Regions from separate parts of the Mus musculus genome. Here region 2 is linked to region 1. A link is a contact called in public HiChIP or PLAC-seq data. All regions are on one chromosome and are shown on one strand. The core of a region is the stretch at or near the end of the contact, and the rest is flanking DNA. Distances in the headings are between cores, read along the strand shown. Region 1 overlaps Syne2 (spectrin repeat containing, nuclear envelope 2). Region 2 overlaps Tex21 (testis expressed gene 21).

Region 1 (7,832 bases), core at 1,348-3,847:
CAAATGGTAGCGCAGAAGAACAGGGCAAGGCTTGTGCTGCCTGTTGCTGTAGGGAATCCAGCTAGAGTCTGGTAATGCGCTGCTAAATATAAACAACTTGAAGTTTTATATCATGCTCTATATATGGTAACTGGGATTTTACAGGTAATTTTGCAATACAGACCATTTATCAGATTAAAGATAAAGGAAACTATATCTGGCTGACTTATTCTCTTTTGCCATCATTTTCTAGTAAATCAGGGGCATTTTAACTTAAAGGCTGTAGCATTCTTTGGTTGGGCGGATGGATGGTTCCAAGGGAAGGAACCCAGAGCCGGTTGTGTGTTGTTGTGTGCTAGGCAAGTCTCCACCCTTGAGATACACTCCCAGATCCGAGGCGTGGTTCCTGGAATGTTTCTACAGAAGTGATCATTGGCTGTAATTAGCTCACATACTACACCTCCCTGCGTATTATTTGACTTCTTTGTCTTTCTCTTAACACTTAAGAACATTTTAAAGCTCTTAGCCCTGTGTGGTTGTATAAAACCCCTAATCCCAGTTTAGGAAGCTGAGGCAGGACTGTAAGTTGGAACCCAGCCTAAACAACATATCGAGTACCAGGCCATTCAGTACTTCATAGTAAGTCATTTGCCCAACTTGCACGAAGCCCTGAGTTCAGTCCCCACTACTGCAAAACCAAACAGATAAACAACGACCAAAAAGAGTTATTGGTACAAACTAGACAAGCTGCTTTCCTTTTCCTTTCTTTTCATTCATACATATAACTCATCATATCTAACGATTCAGTATGCACCAGGCGTGTGGCAGGTGCCATGATAAAACACCATGACACAAAGCAACTTGAGAAGAGAAGGGTGTATTTCAGAAGCAGTGTTGTTCCGGTCCCTGCCAGTCTGTCAGTACAGTCTGTTGGGGAGATACATGCTAACCACATAGCTACACTGTATGCATGTGTGTGGGGTGTGTATGTGTACTGTAGGGAGAAAAGAGAGGAGCAATGAGACTATAAAGCAGAGGTCCCAGGCTGGGGGTATAGCTCTGTGGTTGACTGTTTGGGATTAAAGGTGTACATCACTGTGCCTGGCCATTTTTATGCAGACTTTGAAAGTTTCCTCTGGACCATTTTTATGAGAAACATAGAGAATTTAGCAAGTTAAGAGACTACACCACTCTAGCTTTTAGAACACTGGAAAACTATCAATGGGAATTAGTGCCTCGTTACTGTAGCCGCTCTTCGGACTGATCTCTGGAGTAAATGACACAAAATCTTCTTTCAGATTTCATCTGAAGGCCTGGAAAATGAGCCATACATAAAGAACCCTAAACACAACTAAAACCTAACAGACTCGGGGTGTCTGGGCTGGTCCCTTCACTTCCCTCTGCAGCGGAAAGGATTGTCATTTATTAAATGCTACCTTTCATTGGATCAGAAAAGGACTTCATTTTAAAAACTCATTGAAGCCGGGCGGTGGTGGCACACGCCTTTAATCCCAGCACTTGGGAGGCAGAGGCAGGCGGATTTCTGAGTTCGAGGCCAGCCTGGTCTACAAAGTGAGTTCCAGGACAGCCAGGGCTACACAGAGAAACCCTGTCTTGAAAAACCAAAAAAACAAACAAACAAAGACTGGTAAAGGTCCTGGATGGTTTTTCAATAGAAACACTTTATTAAACTCCAGCTACCTGAGGGAAGGAGCTGGAAGGGAGCAAAGACTGTCTGTCCCCTTGAGAGAAAGGTGACTGGAGGCAGCCAGGCAGGGCTGCGGGAGCGGCTGTTTCTCATTCCGAAGGTCCCTCCCCTTCCCAGGCTCCCCTCCCCCAGAGTCTAATCAAAGGATTAGCCTACAGGTTTGGAAACAACAGCAGCTGGAGTTGAAGGCATTTTTCCCTTTCTCCTCGCATTTAAATGCAGGAAGTAGAGAAGTCTCTGGCTAACTGGACGCACAGCTTGAAAGAACTTCAGACTATGAAGGCCGACTTGAGCCAGCACATCCTGGCGGAGGACGTGACGGTTCTGAAGGAGCAGATCCAGCTTTTGCACAGACAATGGGAGGACCTCTGCCTAAGAGTAAGTCAGTCAGCCGCCTTCGGGGCTGTGGGGGGGTTGATTGAAGCGTCCCAAGGCCAAAGGAAGGGATCCTGACTTCGCTGAAGCAGGAGCCCTTGGATCCTGGGACCCCTGTGCCTCTCTGCTGGTCCTTTAGGAGGCAGCAACCGGTTTTAACAGATTGACCTCTTTGTTTTAACAGAGTTCACTGTGTAACTTTGTACACTTCCACTGAGTTCGTTTTGGCTGGTGGGTTGGGTTGGTTTGGTTTGGTTTAAGATCACCTTAAGCTGGGATGGCAGCAAGGGCCATGCTTGTGAAGATTCTGCTCCATGGCTTGCTTAGGGAAGTACCAATCTGCGTGTTAGGAGAGATCTCTCTGACCCCCCTGTGTATTTCTCCTCTGCCACACCGCAGCCTTGATGCCCACAGGCATGGAGGCAGTTATCTATCAGAGAACCAGGCTTCCGCTGCATTCAGATATTCAGTTCTAAGAGCCTTTTACACTCTGGAGTGATTAGAGCCTAATGGCCTTACCAGATCACTTGTACTGGATAAGAATGGAATTGTGTTTAGCCGATTGCACAGTTCCAGACTATGACAGGATATCACGGTGGAGTTAAAGGGTTCAGTTAATCTTAAAGACCCTTAAGGATATAAAATTCTCAGGAAAAGTTAATGCCTTAATCTCATTTTTTTTTTGTATCAATGAATTTTTGACATTTGTAAATACCTGTTTTCTAAAGACACTTTTAGTTACACTTTGAAGTAAATAGTATACTTTACAGAACCTTGGTTCTTAGTAGTTACAATGTACTCTAAGTGTCTTTTAAATTGTTCTAATTCCTGTTTTCTGTAAATGAAAGCACTCCGGATCTGTGAGAAGTCTTGAGAGAGTTAGGACTCAAAGAGCGCACCCAGATGGTCCCGATTGTTCCCACCGTGGACTCAATCCTGGCACACATGCCAGGAGTTTTAAAAGCCAAAATAAACAGATTTCTGGAGGAATGGGAGCAAAATGCTTGTTTTTCTAGGGATAGATTTCGGGCCTTTTAAATGCATCTGGCTGGGCGGGACACTGGAGCATTTGGTATCTTGACCTCACTCAGGGAAGAGCAGAAGTTCTTTTGTACGTGGTGAGGGAAAAAAAAAATCTCAGGAGAGTGCAGCCGTCTCTTCCCCTTTCTATAAAATGTGGTGCTAAAACTACTGAAGAACTCTTAGCTACCCCATATTACACTACCCCGTTTAAGATTTCAGTGACTTCTCAGAAACTGAGAATTAGATGAACTTTTAGAAAGGCTGGTTCAAATTATCTAGATGTGAGTTTAATTGCTAACCCGTAGCCCTCTAAGGAGCCGGGAAGCCCCGTGCCTGATGTTAGTACAATAGAGCACTGGGCTTTTGGGGGTCAGCCTGCTCGCTCCAGACCAATGTTTGCTGACATTTTCATGGTTTCCAGACAAAAACTACAGTGTGTAATGACAAGATAAATTAAATGAATTGTTTGGGGATTTGGTGTTTCTGTTTGTTTTATTTTGTTTTGTTTAAATTCTCAAAAAAAAAAAAAAACCAAACTTTTTACTACTTTTAAGGTAGTTCATTTGCATTACTAATGAATGGCTGGGTGTTTTTTCTTTTCTTTTTTTTTTTTTTTAACTTTGTGATCTGGATTTAAATAAGTTAATCTTCAAAATAAGTAAGCAGGACACTGCCTGCTGGATATAAAGACTTGATGAGTTTCCGAAAGGGAAAAGCTTTAGGCCACAAAAGTTAGAAATTCTCGTGGAGGGAACAGTAGATGTAAATACTGAAAGAACAAGGGAAACAAAAACCGAAGCAGAGCCTTGATTGACTCTGTACTCACCTTAACCTTTCTGCCTTGGGCTTCATGGCGATCAATACAGAGGACAGAGCACCGTCATTTTGCCTTTTGTTAGTTTTTATGGTGGTCATCACGGGTGGAAAAAACTTTTGTTAATGTTAAGTCTGAAGTTTTAAGAAAAGGAAACAGGTTTCAGAAGCACTGACCAAAGTGAATGGCCTTTGTGTGTGTCTGTGTGTGTGAAAGGTGTGTGAGGTGGGGGGCTAGAGTGGGGGTGCTCTCGGGTGTTGAGAGCCAAGGGATTTTCCTTCCCTGCTATCCTCAGCTGCCCCGTGCATGTCATTACCTAGGTGGCTATCCGCAAGCAGGAGATTGAAGACAGACTCAATTCGTGGATCGTGTTCAATGAGAAAAATAAAGAACTGTGTGCTTGGCTGGTCCAGATGGAAAACAAAGTTCTACAGACAGCAGATGTCAGCATTGAAGAAATGATCGAAAAGCTACAGAAAGTGAGTGGGGGCGGGGTTCCCTGTGGATGCAATGGAGGAGGGCTGTGGGCTTCCACAGGGCTCCAGGACCTGCCGTGTCCCTGGTGTTTCTAATGGCAGTGTACATCTTTCAAGGGACTGTTTTTGAGTTTTCTGAAGGAGGGCATGGGAGAGAGCGAAAGCATGAGCTTGTCATAGGTGGATACAGTGCTGAGGAGGGCTGCTTCCCTTCAGTCAGTCAGGAAGACTAGCCAGTGATGGGATCTAGTGAGTGTTAAGTAGAACCCAAGTCAAGAGGACGCCTGCAGCAATGAGGCTTACGGAAGAGGTCAGTGGAGCATCATTGTACAGTCACCCAAAACACCTCTCCATAATCCCTGGGAAAACTGACCTCAGGCCGACTCGGTCAGCTCTGTCTAGCCTCAGCTCCACATCTGTGACGTGCAACTGAACGGTTGTTCATTAAGAAAGAGCCTGAGGGGGCTGGGATATAGCCCAGGTGGTAGAGTTCTTGCCTTCCATGCATGAAGCCCCGAGTTCAATCCTTGGCACTGCAAGGATAAAGAAAAAAACCATACCTACACCCTGGAATGGAAACGCACGCCTACACCAGCACTCAGGAGCTGCAGGCCTGGGCTACATAGTCAGAGGAAGTCATTGCTGCGTTAAACACTTCATAGTCACCCGGCTGGTACAGCCATCCCTTGAAGAACTGTTGACAAGTATAAGGTTTTTGTTTTCCAATTTAAACCAATGTAGACAGGTCTGGAAAGATGCCTCAATGGTTAAAAGCCCTGGCGTTTCTTCCGAAGGACCCAGTTTGAATTCCTAGGATCCACATGGCAGCTCACAACTGTCTGTAACTCCTGTCCTAGGGGATCTGTCACCCTCACACAGACACACTGCAAGAAAAACACCACGGTACATAAAATACATAAATAAGCTAATGTAAGCAACATGGTAGTATGTGCTAGCCATCCCATCACCAGGGTGCCTGAGGCAGGAGGATTGCCTGGAGTTCAGTTTCAGCCTAGACTACACCATGAGACCCTGTCTGATAAAATAAAAACAAACAAAAAGGTGTGTTAAGAGAGAACTGTGCCCTGGGCTGGAGAGGGACCAGCCTGGTGGTGACGGCTCGGGCCCTGTGCTTTGGTACCTGTCAGGACTGTATGGAAGAAATCAGCTTATTCACAGAAAACAAACTGCAGCTGAAGCAGATGGGCGACCAGCTGATCAAGGCCAGCAGCAAGGCCAAGGCGGCTGAGCTGGAGGAGAAGCTCAGCAAGATCAACGACCGCTGGCAGCATCTCTTTGACGTCATCGGATCAAGGTAAGGACTGGCCTAAGATAATTTGTATTTACTCCTAGCGATCTCCTCACAGACCTGGTGAAACTGAGCCTAGTCTTCCCGTGTGGTAGCCGGGCAGGTTATAAGCATACAGATTTGCAGTTGAGGGGAGATGAGGAGAAATTCTAATTTGAACAATAAATGGAAATGATATTTGTGTGTGTGTATGTGCATGTATGTGTGTGAATATGTGTGTATGTGTGTACATGTACGTGTGTGAATATGTGTGTGAGTGTGTGTGTGTGTGTGTGTGTGTGTGTGTTGTTTGTGATGCAAAGGATTAAACTCGGTCTCACATGCTAGGCAAGTATTCTACTACCAAGTTATTGTTTGATTGCTGCTGCTGCTGATATTGTTATTGTTGAGTGTGGGGTCTGGCTAAGTTCCCCAGGCTGGCCTTGAACCAATCTTTTTTCCTCTGCCTCCCGAGTAGCCAGAGCTACAAGCACTTGCCACTGTGCCCAGCTGGAGTTGTTTTAAACCAGAGTTGGAAACTTAGTTCGAAAGAGATCCTAAAGGAGAGTTCTCCTTCAGAAACTCACCCCATGCTAGAATTAATGTGTCCCCCATGAAATTACGCCTGCCTGTTCCAGCACTACACTCTGTGTAGTAACAGCTGGGCCCAGTGTAACCAGGTCCTTGATGGGCCCCCCTGGTCCCACTGGAGAATACAACTTTGAATACTGGTCAGCATATCCTCAGATGTGACCACAAAGCTCTGTTCTCCAGTGCAATTTTGTCTGAAAGAGAGCTAGGAAGATTGTCTGCCATCAAACAACGGAAACCTTTGTAGATGGCTTCCAATTTCAAGTCTTCTCGGGAAAGGCAGTGCCCTCCTCCCCGGACCACACATTTTCCTAATGCGCCCTGGTTTTCCGAGATGTCTGCTTTGGGACCACTCATGCAGCATTGTCTGCCAGTGGCCCAGCATGTGTCTCACAGGACAGTGTGCTCAGGTGTGAACATGAATGTCATCTGGAGTTTAGAGGAGAGACTTAATGTTAAGATTTGGAGATAAGAATAGACCGGTGTTAGTGACGTGGCGTGCCCTTTACCTCACTGACCACTGGAAACCGTAAGTGAACCTGACTCGGTCAGCAGAGGCAACGGCCAGGTGGGGCTAGCTCAGCAGACAGGAAGTGAGAGGAGCCAATTACGTTAATGAGAGCGCATGTCTGTCAGCAGTAGAGCCAAGCACATGGAGAGTCTGTCTTCTGAGAGTAGAGGGTGGAGAAAAGGAAAGACCTGCCACCCAGATGGTCCTGAGTGAAGGTTCGGAACTCCTGATGGCCAATGCAGGCAGTGGGAGAGACCCTTGGTATGAGAAAGCAGGTACGATGTGGAACAGGAGAAAACAGGAGTGATGTGGAATAGGAGAAAAGCCACCCAGGAAGGGATGAGAAGCCCCGCTGGCTCACATGTAAGAGAGGGGGTAGCATGCAGTTTTTCAATGCGATCACTGTGTAGATGTCAGCAGGCTGCTGGCTTCTCACTGACTGCACATCTCTGGCCAGTTCCTTGGTAGAGATAAAAGTGCATCAGCCTTCTTGGACATAGTGATTGGCAACAGCAGCAAATATCTTGGCTGCCTATTGAGTTCATGCCTTGTATGATGTTGCTTCACCTTTGTAGTACAATTACTTATGGGAGAGGGACAGAAATGAGTGCCACATCACATGTATGGAGGTACGAGGACAACCTGTGGGAGTCTCCTTCTATCATGTGGATCGCAGGGGTAGAATTCAAGTCATTAGATTTGGCAAGAACCGTCTTTACCTGCTGAGCCATCTCTCCAGCCCTCACTTAATGTAATTTTAATGTAATTCTGAAAGGTTGATACCATCATCCCATTTTGTAGTTAAGAAAAACTGAGCGCTGAAGTTAAATAACTTGCCCAACTGATAGAGACAGCTGAGAATGCAACCAGTATCTTAACTCAGGCAGCTGCCATCTTCCTGCCACCGTAGACCTTTCTAGTTGGAAACACACAATGAGTAGAGAACTGTGAAAACTTCACCATAAGCCTAAGTTAAAGTTGAAGGCTTGGCCTGGAGTTCAGAACTCTAAAGCCCACAAAGCCAGGTCTCATTTGCTGCTTAAAAAGCAAAGCAAAGAAAAAGAAAA
Region 2 (7,832 bases), core at 3,346-5,845, 140 kb after region 1:
ATCAAGAGAGATTGCACTCTGAGCCATTATCATTCTAGAATTGTGTGGAGTAGGTTAGCACACGGCACATAATTCAATGAACAATGTTGCTCTCCCTTCCTTCCTTCCTTCCTTCCTTCCTTCCTTCCTTCCTTCCTTCCTTCCTTCCTCCCTCCCTCCCTCCCTCCCTCCCTCTCTCCCTCCCTCCCTCCCTTCCTTCCTTTCTTCTCTCTTCTCCCTTTCTCTATGCATATGCTTTCTCTCCTTCCCTTCCCCTTCCCCCTGTCTCTCTCCCCATAGGGACATCCCTAGCCCTGGTTCCTTAGGACCAGTGACCTCTCCCACCATCAGTTTCCCAATAAACCTGCGTGTATATACTCTAATCTGTTGTGAATTGACTCATTTCATCAGCTTATAAATAACTTTTTAAAAAAGGCTAAAAACAAACAAACAAACAAACAAAAAAACCAAAACAAAACAAAAACAAAAAAACCCGGAAACTCCTGGAAATAAACTGTAGCCATTCCCATTCTTTCTGTTTGCCTCTTCCCTCACAGATACATAGAAGCAGGAGGCAGAGGTCAGTGGTTTACACAGGAATGAGTGAGGAATATCTTCAGTGCCCCCTCAGATACCCATCAAGTCTACTTGTCACAATACCTTGAATTCCACCACTAGGGCATTCATTTGAGTGTCTTTCCTGATCATCATCATTTAAAAGTGAATCCAGAGATGTCTTAGCCAGGGGAGTTGGTACACATCTCTAATCACAGCTAGACTATGAAGACAGAGGCAGGGGGATTATAAATATAATGTCATCCTAGTCTACCTTGAGAGCTTCAGTCTAGCTTGGGTTATGTTATACTGTTAAACATCTGTCCAAAAATATATTAAAAATGAGATTCATATTAACAAGTGCCATCATAATGCTTATCAAATATACACACAATAGAGAAAAAGAGAGGAAAGAAGAGAGGATTTTAAAAGAAAATCATAAGCAATAAGGATTTGAAGCCGATTCCCCTTTGGCCATTCTCAAAAACATGTGTAAGTCAGATGTGGTTCACATCTGTGATCCCAGTGCTTAGGAGGCTGAGGTAGGGATGCTAAGAGTTTGAGTACATCCAGGACTATACAGTTACATGCTAACACACACACACACACCATACACACACACCATACACACACACACACCATACACATATAACACATCATACATATACCATACACACACACACATGCCATACACACACCACATCATAACACACATACCATACATACACACATACACACCATACACACACACATATCATACACACACAACACATCATACATACATCATACACACACACATGCCATACACACACCACATCATACACACACACATACCATACATACACACATACACACCATACACACACACATATCATACACACACAACACATCATACATACATCATACACACACACATGCCATACACACACCACATCATACACACACACATACCATACATACACACATACACACCATACACACACATACACCATACACCCACACACACACACACACACCATACACACACACACACACACACACACACACACACACACACACGAAATATATAACTAGTACAAGCAGCTTTAGTAATGTTAAAGCTATTGAGAACACAACCCAAAATGTGATCCTTCTCAGAGAAACATGCGGCCTTCGGGAAGAATCTCTTACTTTCTTCCTGCCCACATCTAAGTTCCTCAGAGAGCAGCTGACAGCAACCTTTCCTTCCAGGGGTCCCAAGGGTCTTTCCTGTTCCGTGTAATTTTCTTCAGTCTGGGCTTCTTCATAAAGGCGGTAGAGCTGCTCAAGTCTCTTGGTGAGCGTCTGGATTTCCTGCTGCAGGGCTTCAGCCTTCTGCAACACACGACATTAAGTAAATGCTTCCCAACGTGCCATTCACGCTTCCCTCACCATCACTGGGTAGATGAGTAGAGCTGACATGTACTTTTTTATTGGGTGTGTGGGTGTTTGCCTACATGTATGTCTGTGTACCACCGTCACATACATGCCCAGTGTCCAAGGAGACCAGAAGAGACATCGGATCCCTTGGAATTGGAGTTACAGATAGTAACTACCATGTGGGTGCTAGAAATCGAAACTGGGTCCTCTGCAAGAGCAGAAAGTGCTCTTAATCACTGAGCCATCTCTATAGCATTGGCTGTTTAGATTTTTGAGCCAACAGCTTGTTCTGTTAGCTAGGATAGTCCTTGAACTCACAGCATTTCTCCTGCCTCAGCTTCCCAAATACTAGTTAAGGATCATACATCTGGATATATTTGTCATTTTAAGAAATAAGTAGGGGCTGGAGAGATGGCTCAGCGGTTAAGAACACTGACTGCTTTTCCAGAAGTCCTGAGTTCAATTCCCAGCAACCACATGGTGGCTCACAACCATCTGTAATGGGATCTGATTCCCTCTTCTGGTGTGTCTGAAGACAGCCACAGTGTACTTATATATATATATAATAAATCAGCCTTTTAGAAAACAGAAAAGAAATAAGTAGAAAAAATCTTAGCACACAAGGATAAGATATATTCATAACATGAAATAAAGTTGTTTAACAATTTTGTTGTTGTTCTTTGTGACAGGGTCTTCATATGTAGCCCAGGCTACCCTACAACTCATACTCTTATCCTCACCTTGGATTATAGGCATGTGCTATCATGCCTAACTAATATAGTGCTAATTAGGTTAATATTTATTGAATGTATACTAAACTGTACTAAGCATTTATCATGTGCTAGCCCATTTAAGCTTTGCAACCATGCTAAAAAGTAGGAGTGACATCTCTTAACTCCAGTTTACAAATGCAACTAACACAGTGGACATAAATAACCTTCCCAAGAACACACAGCTTGCAGATGGTGGAGCCATTCTCTGGACTCTGTAGGCATGCACACAAGTAGCATATATTCACATAGACACATGCACATAAACAAAAATAAAATAATAAAAACAATCTTTAAAAAATTACAAATGACGAGTCAGGCAGTGGTGGCACACACCTTTAATCCCAGCACTCAGGAGGCAGAGGCAGGCGGATTTCTGAGTTCGAGGCCAGCTTGGTCTACAAAGTGAATTTCAGGACAGCTGGAGCTCCGCATAGGAATCTTGTCTTGGAAAAATTACAAATGAAGCCAAAGAGCTTACTAGTTGGCTAATGTCAAAATCTACATATTAAACTAATAAAACTGGGGTTCTGAGAAGACTCACAGGGTAAAATGTGCAGGCATAAGGATCCAAGTGGCAATACTCATCTCTCATATGAAAAGCTCGTGTACATCTGCAAATCAGGTACTAGAGGCAGGCAGATCCCTAGACCCCACTGGTCAGGAACAAGCCCAGGTCCGCCTCTGACCCCCACATGCACTGGTACACATATGTATGCATATGCACATGTTTAGGTGCACTCCCACAAGCACATACATTTTTTAAAAAAATATTCAGCCAGACAATAGTGGTGTGTGTCCTCAATACCAGCAGAAGGAGCTCTGTGAGTCTGAGGCCAGCCTGGTCCACAGAGCAAGTTGCAGGACAGCCAGGGCTACCTAGAGAAACCCTGTCTTGAAAAAAAAAAAAAAAAAAAAACCAAAAAAACAGAGAGAGACAGACAGAGACAGAGAGGAAGAGAAGAAAAAAGAAAGGAACAAAAAAGGAAAAAGAAAAAGAGAATTAAATTGGAAAGGATAATTTTTCGGAGCACACTCACGCATTTCCACGACTGTTCATTTGCACCCATTTCCTGGATCCTCTCTTTCACCGCTTCCTCTGTGGCTAGTATAGGGCCGATGCTGTCACTCAGGAGAGTGGCCAACTGACCGAGGAAATCCTGGTGATGGGATTGCTCAGGTGTGGTTTCCCAGCCGCAGGAAAACGGAGCTCTGTCCAACTCAGACGTTAGCTTTTCTTGGTGGATCAAATCTTGCTGACATTTATCACCAGTAGTTTGCCCATCAATTGGTCCCTCAGAGTAAACAACACTGCCTCTCTTCAAATTGTAGACTTCATCATTGTCCTGAATGTACCAACACAAGGATTAAACTTCCCGCTTGAAACAATATGGAAAGATCTATGTCACTTCTTATGAACTGTGAACTCAGTATGAACTCACCACCTCAGGAGAAAGGGTCCTAACTTGAAACATTAGCATCTCATAAGAAACAAGGGCACTGACTTAAAACGGCAAGAAGGAGGAACCAAAACAGCCCTCGTGAGAGCAAACGCTACAGAACACTCAAGGAATTTTAAAAGTTATCATTGTATTTTATTATGTCTAATTATCTTTGTTATTGTCGTGAGGGAGGCGGCCTGTGCCACTGTAAACATATGGAGATCAGAGACAACCTGCAGGAATCTCTTCTCTCCTTTTATCAATCAGACTTCCACAAAATGTGCCTTTACCTGCTGAGCCTGCACACTGGCTCTTTGTGTGTGTGTGTGTGTGTGTTTTGATTTGGGTTTGGTTTTGGTTTTGTTTTTTAGCCGGGGTGGAGGGGAGTAAGGAGGGGTGAGAGAGGTGTTTGGTTTAGGTCCAATCAGAGGACTGAAGCACATATTTTACATATCAAAGCAGACCTGGACTCCAGGTTCTCCCAGCATCCCTCAGTCCCTATTTGGCATACCCTGCCCCCAATCTTGACTTTCCGGTCCAGGGGCTGGGCTACCCTTCCCCCAGAGACTCCTCTTCTCTCTCTGCGTGTATCCCCTTTTTTTCTCTCTCTCTCCCTCCCCACCCTTTTCCCCATGGTGACTTCCCTGGCCTGTGAACTCGGCTGCCTAAGAGCAGCTTCCCGATGAACCTGGCTTTAATCTAATCTAACTGGGCTTGAACTGGCTTATTTCACTGGTGGTGTTGAAATAATCTATCAAGAGGGTCTTGCTGTATAGTCCAAGCTAGAAATTCTTCCCTAGGGCTGGAATTACAGCCATATGCCACCATGCCCAGCTGGAAATGATTATTTTGTAATTCCTAATGAAATAACTGATTTGGGCAAGGATCATCAGTGAATATTGAAGCCATTAGGTAAAGAGCTGTCAAGGAAACATGTTTTCATGAAGACTTATACTCATGTAGGGCTGAAACTGTAGCTCAGTGGTAGTGTGGGTGCTTACCTAACCTTCTAGAGGCCCTAAATTCAACCCCTAATACTACAAGAAAGAAAGAATCAATGCTTAACAAATGTAACAACCTCAATAATATAAGCGAAAGAAGTCACATCTCTTCCTCTTGGCCTATTTCTGTTGCAAAGAGTCCAGCCCCAATGCCCAGATAATGGTTTTGGAATGTCTCTTAGGAGATAGAACAGGATAAGGTCACCAAGCCCGAAATCCCCCTAATGTGCTTTAAATTGAGCCTGTGAGCTCACTTGAGGGTCTCTCTATCTTGCTAATGGGAGACCCCAACATGCTGGACTTCTGCAGAATAAAACACCCTTTGTGTTTACACACTATTTGAGACTGGGGTATGTTTATGCAGATGTGCATGGCTGTGTGTGTGTGTGTGTGTGTGCCAGAAGGTGACAGGTGTGCTTCGCTAACACTCTCTGCTTTACTCCTTTGAGAAAGGATATACACTGAATCTGGGAGCCAGAAAACCACCAGACTTAGCCTTTTCTGTGCTGGGGATCTAGGCATGCCTGACCATGCCTGCTTGTTACACGGAAGTTAGGATCCCCACACTGGTCTCCTGCTTACACGGCAAGCTTTCTTAACTGCTGGACCATCTCTTTAGCCCTTGGGGATTTGTTGTTGTTGTTGTTGTTGTTGTTGTTTTTCCAAATAGGATCTCCCACATTAACTGAGCCACACAGGTCCTGGTTTTACATAGTAACTTGTGATAATCTGAGGAGCTCACAATAAACTTTCACAGCTCCACTGCTAATGGTCTGCCTTCTCCCCAGTGCACTTCCTTCTGGAAGATCCACAGAGCTAGACATCAATGGCCAGAGCTGATGACTGGTCAAGTCTGGTCTACATCCAGGGACAGGAAGCCCGGTGTGTTCAGCAGCAGAAGCCAGTCTGGACAAGAAGACTCCAACCTCTCACTTCCTCAACACACCTCCCCGTAGTCCGCTCATGGCCTCATTCCTTGCCTCCAAACCTTCCTGTAAAATCACGGAGACCCTGCAGTTCTCCTGGCAGTCCCGATGGCTTCCTCCACGCTTTGGATCTTCCATCCACAAGAGGACTGGCACCCTACCGGATACTAGCCTTTTCCTGGGGGGGAGGGGACGGACACACAGTCTAAACTGACTCTCACCTTCACTGGGAAAATATCCAAGGAATCTTCCGGTCCTTTCAGATTCATATAGGGCGAGAAGCTGCTGGGGCAGGACCGCCTCTTCTCCAGAAGCTCCGCCTTAATCTCCTCTCTTCCCACCAGATGTTCCCTGGGTAGAACAACAATGGTCAACAACATAAAGAAGCCAACTCAACCGATTTTTAATATGACTAAAATAATTACTTTTTGAGACAGGCTTTCTCTGTGTAACATCCCTGTCTATTACCGAACTTATTTTTGCAGTCCTGGAAGACCTCAAACTCAAAAATATCTCCCTGCCTCAGTTTCTCGAGTACTGGGTTCAAAGCCCATCTCTACTTTTTTTTTTAAATTTCATATTTAAAATACATTAAAAATATAGCCACATCACAGTCAAGCTGCTACCAATTAAAAACAGCAAGAAGACAGGCATGAGTTAGCTTCAAAGAGCAGAGAGGCAGTTGGCTTGCTTTCCTACAGAAATAATAAATGTCAGATGAGAACGCCTATCATTCCCCTTCTATTGCTAAAGGCTACAACCAAAAGCAAATGGGGAGAAAGGGCTTTTCTGACTTACATTTCCATGTCAGAGGGTATCATCAAGGCAAGGCAGGGAGGAACCAAGGCAGGAACCTAGAGGCAGGGCCTGAAACCGAGGCCCTAGAGGAGTGCTGCTTGCTTACTGGCTTGCTCTCCATGGCTTGCTTAGCTTGCTTTCTTATCCCCAAGACTGGTGGCCCAGGGGTGTGAAACTGCCCACAGTGGGCCGTGCACTCCCACGTCAATCATCAATGAAGAAAATGCCCCACAGGCTTGCCTACAGGCCCATCTGATGAAGGTATTTTCTCAATTAAGATTCCCTCTTCCCAGATACATCTAAGTTTATGTCAAGTTGACAAGCAGTTCAATATTTTAAACTGCTGAGAGATGGGCTAATGGACCTCTATTGACTTCAAGGCCAGCCTGGTCTACATGGCAACTTCCTAGGCTATATAGTGAGACCCTATATAAAATGGGGAGAGGGCCAGAGAGTTTGAGAGGGAGCTCGGTGGCTATACTTAACGCTCTGGCAGAGGACTGGGCCCAATTCACAGCACCCACATTGGGTGGCTCACAACCATCTGAAACTGGCTGGCTCCAGGAGATCCAACTTCCTCATGTTGGTAAGACTATGCGTACACTGTGACCCTGCTTGAGGATGTAAAAAGTGCAGCTGCCTCTGTTGGAAAGCAATTTGGAAATGCCTTAAAAATAACTTCAAAGAAACTAGATGTGGATACATGTAATCCCAGCATGTGGGAGGTAAGAGAATTACAGTACAAAGCCACATTCCAGGAGACAGGATTAGAGGCCAACCTGAACTATAATGAGATCCCATCTCAATGCAAACCAACAAAGCAAGTAACATCAAAAAAATTAAACAATTGCTATATAGCCCAACAATACCTGAGGGGAAGAATTATGTAGAAGTCTGTACAAGGATGCTTATAGCAGGATATGTCATAAAGCAGAAAGGCCCCTAGAACTAAACCACATGTCT

The links. HiChIP or PLAC-seq counts read pairs in DNA pulled down with a chosen protein or histone mark.
Region 2: an H3K27ac HiChIP or PLAC-seq map of embryonic stem cells shows a contact between it and region 1, with 15 read pairs. The contact joins two enhancer-like sites. A contact is called at or near these places in 2 of 115 datasets of contacts at active chromatin or transcription factors (both in embryonic stem cells) and 1 of 9 other capture datasets (adipose tissue).

What each region holds. Positions count from the first base shown.
Region 1 is chr12:76,070,219-76,078,050 of GRCm38.p6, forward strand. Syne2 (spectrin repeat containing, nuclear envelope 2) reads left to right here. Exons shown (of 116, transcript NM_001005510.2): 97 at 1,910-2,065; 98 at 4,220-4,378; 99 at 5,524-5,690. Among named protein-coding and RNA genes, the nearest start is that of Esr2, 100 kb to the right of the region's middle. Within about 2 kb of position 2,598, at least 82 of the 459 cell types and tissues checked have an H3K27ac peak or open chromatin away from gene starts, as enhancers often do. A contact at or near this core is called in embryonic stem cells, where this site is marked.
Region 2 is chr12:76,210,671-76,218,502 of GRCm38.p6, forward strand. It overlaps Tex21 (testis expressed gene 21), which reads right to left. Exons shown (of 10, transcript NM_019784.5): 5 at 6,293-6,422; 6 at 3,743-4,048; 7 at 1,705-1,887. Among named protein-coding and RNA genes, the nearest start is that of Tex21, 32 kb to the right of the region's middle. Within about 2 kb of position 4,596, at least 23 of the 459 cell types and tissues checked have an H3K27ac peak or open chromatin away from gene starts, as enhancers often do. A contact at or near this core is called in embryonic stem cells, where this site is marked.